Regions from separate parts of the Rattus norvegicus genome. Here region 2 is linked to region 1. Evidence: chromatin contacts called from public Hi-C data. All regions are on one chromosome and are shown on one strand. The core of a region is the stretch at or near the end of the contact, and the rest is flanking DNA. Distances in the headings are between cores, read along the strand shown.

What was found. A called contact is a pair of places that touch in the nucleus more often than the background predicts.
Region 2: a Hi-C map of frontal cortex shows a contact between it and region 1, with 2.2 times the contacts expected there. The contact joins the promoter of Smim12 here to the promoter of Zmym1 in region 1. A contact is called at or near these places in 2 of 12 Hi-C or Micro-C datasets (the Rat2 cell line and frontal cortex).

Annotation. Positions count from the first base shown.
Region 1 is chr5:144,663,274-144,668,595 of GRCr8, forward strand. Zmym1 (zinc finger MYM-type containing 1) reads right to left here and starts at 3,050. Exons shown (of 7, transcript NM_001419581.1): 1 at 2,826-3,050. It overlaps Trnap-agg22 (transfer RNA proline (anticodon AGG) 22), which reads left to right and starts at 679; the gene lies at 679-759.
Region 2 is chr5:144,851,033-144,856,583 of GRCr8, forward strand. It overlaps Smim12 (small integral membrane protein 12), which reads left to right and starts at 2,904. Exons shown (of 2, transcript NM_001276483.1): 1 at 2,904-2,982.

The DNA.
Region 1 (5,322 bases), core at 1,800-4,299:
TTAACAGAAAGTTAGTATTTCAGGTGGGAATGGTGGCCCACATTTTCCCTCTCCTTTGGAGACAGGCGGGCAGATCTCTGAGTGAGACTCTGTCTTAAAAGAATGAACCCGGGGGAGGGGGATGTCTGCCCGGAAACCGGGAAAGGGAATAACACTCAAAATGTATATAAGAAATACTCAAGTTAATAATAGTAATAAAAAAAAAAAAAAAAGAATGAACCAAGGAATGAAAGTTAGCTGATATTTTAGACGTTCTAGGTTTGGTGGCTCATGGGTATAATCACAGTTCCTGGGAGGCAGAGGCAGAAGCATCACTGAGAGTTCAAGGTCAGCCTTAGCTGCGGAGTCTTCCAGGTTAGCCTGAACTACTCTGGGAGACCCTAAGACAAACAAACAAGGTTTCTCTTTCACCATTTCTTTTGTGTACCAGAGATTTTAGTAAAATAGTTCAAAAAGGGGGAGGCGATGGCGCACAACTTTAGTCTCAGCACTCAGAAGGCAGAGGCAGGGGATCTCAGAGTTTGAGGCCAGCCTGGTCTACAGAGCAATTTCTAGGACAGCCAGGTTTACACAGAGAAACCCTGTCTCATAAAACAAACAAAAAAGACTAATGTAAAATTTTGTCATTATTCTAGATTTTGTGATTGTGTATATAGAAAACCCTAAAGAATCTTTAATTTTGGGGTTGGGGATTTAGCTCAGTGGTAGAGCGCTTGCCTAGGAAGCACAAGGCCCTGGGTTCGATCCCCAGCTCCGAAAAAAAAAAAAAAGAACCAAAAAAAAAAAAAAAAAAAAGAATCTTTAATTTTAACAAAGTCAATATTTAAACATTTTAGGGTTTGGGGATTGAGGCCTTGGGTTTAACTGATTCTCAGCTCCAGAAATAACAAATTTTACTTCTTTGCAATAGGAACAACAACAAAAAAAAGTAAATATATGTATATGGGCTAGAGAGATGGCTTAGTGGTTAAGAGCACTGACTGCTCTTCCAGAGGACCTGAGTTCAATTCCCAGCAACCACATGGTGGCTCACAACCATCTGTAATGAGATCTGATGCCCTCTTCTGGTGTGTCTGAAGACAGCTACAGTGTACTCATATAATAAATAAATAAACAAATAAATATAAAAAAATAAATAAATCTAAAAAATCGTAAATATAACTATTTTCTATGACATACTCATCAAATGTAGGATACTATGGGATAGTCCTTTGTTTCATCCCATTGAGGGTAGTAGTAGACACCGAATACAGAAATAAACCTAATGAAAGTTGTCAAGTCTTGTAAACTAAAGTCAAAACACTGCTAAGGGGAATTAAGGAAGCTTTAAATCAATGGAAAGATATAACTGACTTACTGAAAAACTCAACCTGATTTTCCCTAAGTGAAGCAGTGGGCCAATGAAAGGAAACTATAAAGTCTACGGAACCCAGAGCAGGCAGGTATGCTGGCACGCACTAGCCTGGTGTAGAGGCAAGAATACAAAGCTAAAGGCCTAGGAGACTGAAGCAGGTATCTACCAAGGGAGCTGGAGGCCACTACAGGGAGAGAGGTACTGAAAGTTAAACAAGAACTGGACACCTGTTGTGTTTCTTCAAGATTGATACATTTCATCCACAGGGAAGCTCCTTAAAAGGTAAGCAACTCAAAAATAACTCCGAGGAATCCCTGAAACTGACCAGATTCACTAGGCCCCTACCTCCCAGAGTGAAAAACAGAGTCACTCTCAGACAAGCCAAGCTGCAAAAATAACTCTGAGATCAGACCCGCTGACCTGAAGACTAGACCAACTGAGTCACTAGGAAAGGACGCTCTCCGAACTGCTGGCAGTTCAACAGGCCAGTGCAGCGTGTTCCAGGTTCCCAGCATTTGTGAGTTGTCATCCATGCTGGGGTGCACTTTGGTTCTGCTGCTGTCTGTTCTGCTCCCGTAAGTAACCCCTCATCCATATTCCTGTAAGTAATTCCAATGAAACTCACTGGTTCACCAAGCTACTCTGGTCTGCTGTGGGCTCTTTATCTGGGGTGAACAGATGTGTGTCATGTCTCCTCAGGAAAGAGAGTCTTGTCACATACCAACCAATAAGAGAAAAAGTAATCAAATTGTCAAGTGTAGTGCTTCCTGTCTGTAATCCCAGCACTCAGGAGATTAGACTGGAAGATTTTTTTAGAGACTCTGAAAACAAAAATAATAAAATTATGAGAAATACTTAACTGTATTATACATTACATGTTAAATATTTAGGTATCTTCAAAGCATTAACATGTAACAGTAACACAAAATGGCCATTTTTGATATCTGGGTTAACGTAAATTCCTTGTACTGACTGGGGTGATTATAAGTTTGCCCCAATCCCTTTTGAATTTTGGCCTAAAATTTCTTTCTTTTTCCATTTTTTGAGAATTTTTTTTTTTCTGTTTAGCCTTGGGTGTCCTTTAACTAGCACTGTAGACTAAGAGATCCAATTGCTTCTGCCTCCCTGCTAGGATTAAAGAAATGGGCAACCACCACCGGTGCTAGCTTGCAAATTTCACTCACATAACCCTACAGTTAAAACTATTTGCTGCCATCTCTCTCCAGCCCAGTGTTTTTTATTTTTTTAAACCAGGTCTCGTCAAGTAGCACTGACTGGCCTAGAACTGACTTTATGCACCAGGCTGGATTCGAACTCAAGAGAATCCCCTGCCTCTCGGATGCTGGATTAAAGGAAAGAACTAACACACCCAATTTGTTTAAGTCTGAAAAATACACTGCTTAATGGAAAGAGAGCCACAGGTGTAAACGGAAGACAGTTACAGAAAAAAGCCGCAAGAGACCAAACGCACCAAGCTCAGTCACCGTACAGAGGCCAGGACGCCAAGAAGCCTGGAAGCCGGGGTCACGACTCTCTCGACACTGTGGGCTTCCCACCTGTCGCGTCACCCTCCTCAGGACCGGAAAAACGCCACCTCTCTCTGGAAAAGCGGCCCTGAGCGACTCCACGAGGACGGATAATCTATCACCAACCCAGCGGCGGGAAGCGCCCACTCGGGTTTCGCAGTGCAAACAACCACGCCGGCTCCGCCCCTCTCCCGGAAGCCTTTGCGGCTGAGCATGCGCAGCGAAGCTCGTCTGGGGGAGGGTGGCCTAAACTGGAGAAGTGGACAGGGCGGGGCAGCGGGGTTATTCTTAGGCTATCTTTGGTGTCACCTTTTGCTGCCTGTTTTTCGTGGTTTTTGTTTTTGTTTTGTTTTTGTTTGTTTGTTTTTTTGAGACAGGGTCTGGGAACTCCAGGCTGGTCTCGAATACAAAGAGATTCTCCTGACTCTGCTTCCCTAGTGCTGGTATTAAGGAAACATATCACCACACGGGCATATTTGGGTCCTTAAAGGCTAATGCAAAGCAGGAGTGAGGGCACAGGCCTGTAAGATGAAGGCATGTGGTTAAAAGTTCAAAACTAACCTTATCTTACCCTGCGGAACAACAACAACAACATCAACAACGATGACGACGAAAGCTGCTGGGTTGGGACAGGGCAACGAGATAACAGCCTATTAAGGAGTTTACTGCAAAGTCTGACTAGCAGGGTTCTGTCACTGGAATCCGTTCAGTGGAAGAAGAGAACCGATACCCACAAGTTGCTCTTTGACCTCCACAGTGCGCACACAAACACAATGAATAAACATATTCATGCATATATAAATAAAAATTAAGGGCTAGTGCAACATTAGTGATTCAGATGTTAAATTACAACTTTAAAAACATGGTTGTAGGGGTTGGGGATTTAACTCAGCGGTAGAGCGCTTGCCTAGCAAGCGCAAGGCCCTGGGTTCGGTCCCCAGTTCCGGAAAAAAAAAAAAAAAAAACAAAAAACCCCCATGGTTGTAAATACAGTTTCAGAAAAAGAGGAATGAAAAAGTAGGGACAGAGGGGTATAGCTAAAGAATTAAGTAGGGAGCAAATAATTTTGATTATTTCTAAGTCAAAATAGTAAAGAAAAATATACATAAAATTTAATTTATTCACCTTGTTTTTGACCATAACGTCAATCTACCTTTTTTTTTTTTTTTTTTTTTTGAGACAGGATTTCTCTGTGTTGCCCTGACTGTTCTGGAACTCACTCCGTAGACCAGGCTGGACTCAAACTCAGAATCTCTGGCCTCCAAGACTGGCTATGGCCCCTTCCTTCCTTCCTTCCTTCCTTCCTTCCTTCCTTCCTTCCTTCCTTCCTTCCCTCCCTCCCTCCCTCCCTCCCTCCTTCCTTCTTTCCTTTAAGACAGATCACAGTGTAGACTGGCCTAGAGCTCACAGAGATCTGCCTATTTCTGCCTTCTGAGTGCTTGGAATTAAAGGTATAGCCTTCACTGCCCGAGGCCCCCACCCTCCACCCCCACTCCCCACCCCCCACCCCTGTTTTGTTTTTTAACTGCTGGAGATTCCTGTAGATAATCTGAGTCATTGGTTCACCAAGTTAAACTTCGGTGGCATCGGTGCTTTGGTCTGTTGTGGGTTCCCTGTCTGGGGTGAGTAGATGTGTGTTTGCATCTCCCCAGGAAAAGTTCTGTCACATGACAGCATCTTCTCCGTTTGCTAAGACAAGAGAAGTGGCTTTCTCTGTAGGGTTTATGAGCTCTCCAGTCCAAGGTTTTGAGGGTGTTTTCAGGACCTGGCATGAGTTCTTTTCTGTAGAGTAGAGATCAAATCCAATCAGAAAGCAGTTGGCTAACCCCATGACAGAGTTGCTATCACAGTGGGCTCTTCTTCCCTGGCTGGTTGATAGAGGTTTACGTTGGATTTACATCTTGAAGACCGTTGATGGAAACTCCCCCTCTGAAATTTACATAGTACTTTCTAGCACCATGAGGCCAAGCCAGCAGGGAGGAAGCTCCCAGTCCAGTTCCAACTCTATTTTTTTGTTTGTTTGTTTCTTACAAACAAGGCATGTGGGTAGCCTCTTAAGTAACAGGGTCTTACCGTTCTGTTCTGGCAGGCCACCACTAACACTGGTAATTACCTGTATGGTTTGGGAGGCCTCAGGAAGCTCCCTGGCCATCAACTCATAGGGAGGTAGCTCACTGAGAGCAATGGGATTTTCCTTTAATGACCTAAGGCTTCTGGAATCAGCTTTCCATTTACATGGGTTATATCTGTGAGGAGTACAAAGGTCCTTGCGTTCACAGATAGCTCAAGGAAAGGAAGCTAGGAATGTTAAACATGTAGGATTGTCTTTTTAGAGGAAAAGCTATATAACCTGTTTTCCATCCAGAAGGCTGGGAATGGAGGTGATTAATAGCCTGTTGGTCTGCACTGTCTGAGGGGCCAGGCCATTCCAAACTCCCATAA
Region 2 (5,551 bases), core at 1,654-4,153, 190 kb after region 1:
TGGATTGTACGAGCCCCACCTGTTCTTAGATTCTTAGAACAAACAACACAGTGGCCTCCTTCCTGAATCCCCCCACGCTGGAAAGCAAGAGGAAGAAAAGGAGCTGAGGGAGACCAACACTCCTTTACAGTCTCACCCATAGATTTGGGGTCCTTGCGGCCTGCTCCCTTTTAAAATAAGCTCCAACCTCTTCACATGCTTACAATGGTCGTTAGATTTCAGCGTATTTCTAACAGGAGCGAATATCCATCTATGGCACAGTGAGTTTGGAAAGCCACGTGATCTGTTTCACTTGCATAGGAGACATGGAAGGGGGTGGGGGAGGACACTCAGTTCCAGCCAAGGGACTAGTGTGGGTAAAGGCTTGGAAAGATGACCGTGTTTGGAGTGATTGGAAAAGCAAGCTAGAACAAGACAGATCAGCCCAGGGTTAGATGGCAGGGCCAGAAGGAATCCATGGCTAAACTGGATTCCTTCGTTTTATTTAAATTTTGAAGGGTTCTTTGGCCAAAGGAATGGTCATGGCGTTGAAGGGCAGTGGGAGGGTGGGTAGCTGCTAATGTGGCCCAGGTAAGAGGTAATGGTGTTGATTTTGAGGGGTAGTTAGAGGCATTGGTAGGCTGGGTGGGGGGAGTGACAGAATGGACAAACTTGAAGCTATTACTGGAATTTTTTCCATTAGTGAATGGACCAACATTGGAATGAACATTGAAGAAAGAAGCATGGATTTTGGGGATCATAACATGTCCAGAAGCATTCATTACCAAGCACTGATTGAGCAGATGCCAAGAACTGTGGCAAGCACTTTCGTCACATTAACATGGTTTTAAAGGATGTCTTAACAAGGTTTTAGAGGATGTCTTAACAGTTTTTATTACTTTTTTGTGTGTGGGTATGTGAGTAGATTCTCACATGTCACTGACCCTATGGGGAATTCAGAGGACAACTTTCAGGAGTTGAGAGTCTCCTTCAACTATGTGGGTCCTGAGGATTGAACTCAGGTCATCAGCTTGGTGGCAAATACCTTTTATCTGCTGGGCCATCTGGCTAGCCCTAGGGTATTTTCTTATTTTTTTTCTTTTTTCTTTTTTTTCAGAGCTGGGGACCGAACCCAGGGCCTTGCGCTTGCTAGGCAAGTGCTCTACCACTGAGCCAAATTCCCAACCCTGGTATTTTCTTATTTTAAAAAAAATACAAATAGGGCTTTAGAGATGGTTCGGTAGTTAAGGGAATACACCACTCTGCAATGAGCCAAGTTTGGTTCTCAGCACCCATGTCTGACAGCTCATAACCTCCGGTGTTGTCAGCTCCGGGGCATCTGACATCCTCTTCTGACCTCCACAGGTGCCTGCGACCATCGCACCCCCCCAATACACATCATTAAAATCCTTTTTAAAAGGTTATAAATATATTTTCCCAGAATAGCAGTCCAGAGAGTCAAGATTTGAATCCACAACTAATTCCAATGTTTGGTATTTTATTTTATATTATTTTATTTTTAGACAGGGTCTCAGCATGTAGTTCTGTGTAATCTGAACGTGCTAAGTAGACAGAGCTGACTTTAAATTCACAGAGACACACCTGCCTCTGCCTCTGCCTCCCTCAGTTGACATAGACTCTTGGCGGAGGTTGGTCTTATGCCTCAGGACTTCTCAAGTGCTGTCGTTTCCACTTAAGCTGGAGCTTCTGTGCTTACCAGGATCTGCTGGAGGGAACTGCCAGTCACTACTGAGATCCAGCTTAGGGATCTGTCCTTCCAGGGGACCTGCGCTCAGTGTCTTCTGTCATGACATTTTGTGGGCCTACCTGTTTCCTCTTCATCCAGAAAATTCCCGATGGCAGTCCCCATTTGCATTCAACTGTTTAGCCTGTAGAACGACTGACTAAATAAATGCCAGTCTGTGTTCTAGACAGTTCTGATCTCCTCTTCCCCACAGATTCACAAGTAATCAAGGTCTTCTAATTATGGCTGCTAATTTCTGGCAGCTTCTTCCTCCCCATCTTTGCTCTCAGGCTGAGCTTTTTGCCCTTTGATTTAAAATAGGAAGAGTCTCTGACTTGACAGTACAGCCTTGAAGAAGCTTCCTATGAGAGTACCCATGACCTTGAGAAAGGACACGGCTAACTTAAGGGAGTACTCCAGGTAGATGAAAGAACGTGGACACACAGGCTTCGAACGTTGATTTTTTTTAGTGTGTTATTAGCTGTGAGGAGACTGGTCAGGTTGAGATCAGTGTGGGCAGGGTGGGAAGGCAGGACTATATTGGGTAATTAGAGAGCTTGGGCATGAAGCTTTTCCTATATGATAAATATGTCTTTTCAGGGACAGTGGAAACACGGAAGAGAGTAGGTACTTGGAATCAGAGGGTCTTGGTACTTTCAGCTATTTGTAGACTCGCCAAAGCTAAAATCTAGCTCCCTGCGTGATGCGTGCCTGGCACAGTACTTTACAAACATTATCTCTCACAACATCTCTGCGAAAATGGGTGGTGCTGACGCTCATTATGCAGAAGAAATGAGGCTCAGATTAATTAATGACGTTCCCAAGGACACACAGCCTGAAAGCACAGATCCCAAGAGGTTTTAAAGCACTAGGTTATCCTCTACTAAGGGAGCTTCTGGAGGTTAGGGGTTGGGCTTTCGGTTTCGGTAACACCGGATCAAAGATGCCTAATGAATTTCATTTGGATCAATGAAAGTTGACTATTCACAAGCTTGTGGCAGCATCACCGGGGAACCTCCGAAACGCTAGGGGGCACTATACTGTTCTCCGTTTAGCTCAACACGGGCGGGTGCCTGTCTTCGTTTCTTCTGTAGCTTGGCCGGAGCTCAGCCAATCACTGTTCCCCGAGAGAGCCTGGACGCTAGTAGGCGGGGCCTTGGGCGGCGCCCCGCGGGCTACTGGGAACCCCGACGTTCGTGTTGCTCCCGGCTAGCGGGCGCAGCGCGGGGCCGGTCCGGGTTGTTCGGGCTGGGCCGCAGGTGAGTTCCTAGGGCTGAGGGCACTTCACTTCCCACGAGGACGGCTCCTGGCTGTGACCTCCTAGTTGAGGGAGCGACGTCTCTGTAACCGTCTCGGCCTCGGCCGGCTCTAGGTGGCCGAGTGTGGGCTGCGGTCAAAACTTGTCCGCTTCAGGCACCTGCAGGCCAGAGGGTGACGAGGCCACGCGTGTGGCATGACCGGACAGGGAACAGGAACTGATGACCCGGACCTCACTGGTCCTCCCATCCCAACTTGACTGGAGTAGCTGTCAAGGCGGATTGTTTCACCTTCTCAGACCTCTTATGACTGTCCTCGAATTTGGAGTGTAACTTCCGGTGGGCCCAGGCACTGGGACAGGTTTCCTGGCGCACGGTTGACCTGGACCTGGACCCGGACCCTTTGGCTGACTCCCCTGCGTGTCTGGCTGGAAATAGGCGTCGCAGTATTAGGGAAACACTCGTGTTACTTACAGTTTGATACCCTGGGGATGACTTCATGAAGGCTAGCTGCTTATCGTATCCCTACCTCTTTGTGAGTGTGGGTGGAAGACTGCTGTAGTCTTCCATAAACAAGGCAACTTGTTTATGCTGCCTGTCATTCATTCGACCAACAAGCATTTTTTTCCCCCTCTGAGCCCTTTGCCAGGAAGGATAGCAAGGGTGAGGAGAGGCATAGAGCATAGGACGATCCGGACGTCCTTTGCTCTTGGCTCTTAAACATCTGGAGTTTCAGGGTGTTTTGAGAGATGTAGACAGGTAGGGTTGGTCCACATAGTGGCTGCCGCAGAGAAGGTTGTGTTAGATACATGGATGACTGGAATATGAACAAGACCACATAGAACTTGTGCTTTATCTGTACAAGAATAATACTCATAGACTGGTGCTTGATACGCCCTAAGACAGATTGGAAAATTGAGAGTTCCTGCTCAGGCAGAGTACAGAGGACTTGCACCTGGTGTGAACCTGTAATCATAAGCACTTGGGGACCGGACACAGGATCAGCAGGGCAAAGTCATCCTCAGCTACGTTGAGGATTTGAGGCCAGACTGGATGACAAGAGAACCTGTCTTAAAAATAACAATCCCTGTGGTGGTGGCACAAGCCTTTAATGCCAGCACTCAGGAGTCAGAGGCAGGCCAGTCTCTGAGTTCGAGGCCAGCCTGGTCTCCAGAATGAGTCCGGGATGACAGTACTACACAGGGAAACCCTGTCTCAAAAAAACAAGAACAACCAAACAAACCCCAAAACTTAAAAAAACAGAAAATAGAACGGAGGATTAAGTTTGGGGTTCTTCCAAGCTCCCCTCTTTGTTATTGTGTACATTGTAGGAGAAGTCTTTCAGTGTAATGAGATGCTAAGCTGATGGAGCTGTAGGAGGCGTTTGAAGGGACACGACACACACATCTGCAGGGTGTTCCTTCTGCCCTCAAAACCAGTGGGCCTGCCGCTCGATGATTTTGGCAAGCCGACATGGTGTTTTTGAGCCCCTATGGCCTTAGACAAGAATTTGAACACATAGTTCCTACATCATAGAGGTATTGTGAGGGTCAGGTGATGACCAGGGGAGATATGGTAGAGCATAGGGCATGGTGTCAGGTCAAAGGACCAGGAAGAGAAACTCGAATCTGCCACAGTTCTTCACCTTTGACGGTCCATGTGTAGTCTCGGGCCCACAAGACACCCCAGTTCCCCCAAAGAGAATCAGAACTAAAGGGAGAAAGGAGGAGCCTTTGAATCCTCCATGAGGTCTGGGTGTCTCACCTTAGAGCAGAGGGAGAGAGAGAGAGTAGTGTTGGAGAAACAGTTATGAAAGCATAAACACAGGCAAGTGAGTTCATGTCAACGACTAAGGCATGAATGTGACGATTAGAGATCATTGTGTGAAGTGCTTAGCCCAAGGCCTGGCTTGGAATAAGCACTCAGTAGATGGTGGTAGCTAGCATTATTACGTTCATTGCCAGTGGCCTTCTATGATTGTAATGGTAATTAAACAGTGGTATAAATAGTAGTTTAATAGTGGTAATCATTTGTGACTAAGTGGCCATTTGAGTGAGTGGGTTTGTAGATTATGTTGGTGTTTGATTGCAGGAGGCCCTAGGCGCAGCTCCACAGTTTTTGTTACATTTATTTTACAGCATTTTCCACAGGGACTTTGTAAGTATTGGGGCTCTAAGGCCTCTAGAATACTGTATTGGTTTGTGATGTTTTCAGGGCCATACAAGCATGAGGCTGTGAGTGGCTGCAGGCCATGGATTGTGAAGTTGTTTTGATCAAGATTTGTTAACTATAGGTTATTAGGAAAGCCACGGCAGGAATAGGCTTAAAAAGCCTCTATTTTAGGTCAGAATAGTTAGGTAACGGACCGTAGTTAAAGAAGCCCCTTGTGCTTCACCTGAGGGAAAGGAACTACCTAGCATCAGAGAGCCCGAATTCACACTGAGGCCCTGTGTGTGCATGTGAAGTTTCACGAGCAGAAAAGACTTCTTTTCCCTCCCAAGATGTTGACAGACATCTGGAGGAGGGGACCTGGGGTCATACCAGGTTTGCAGTTCCCTTAGGCTCCTTATGA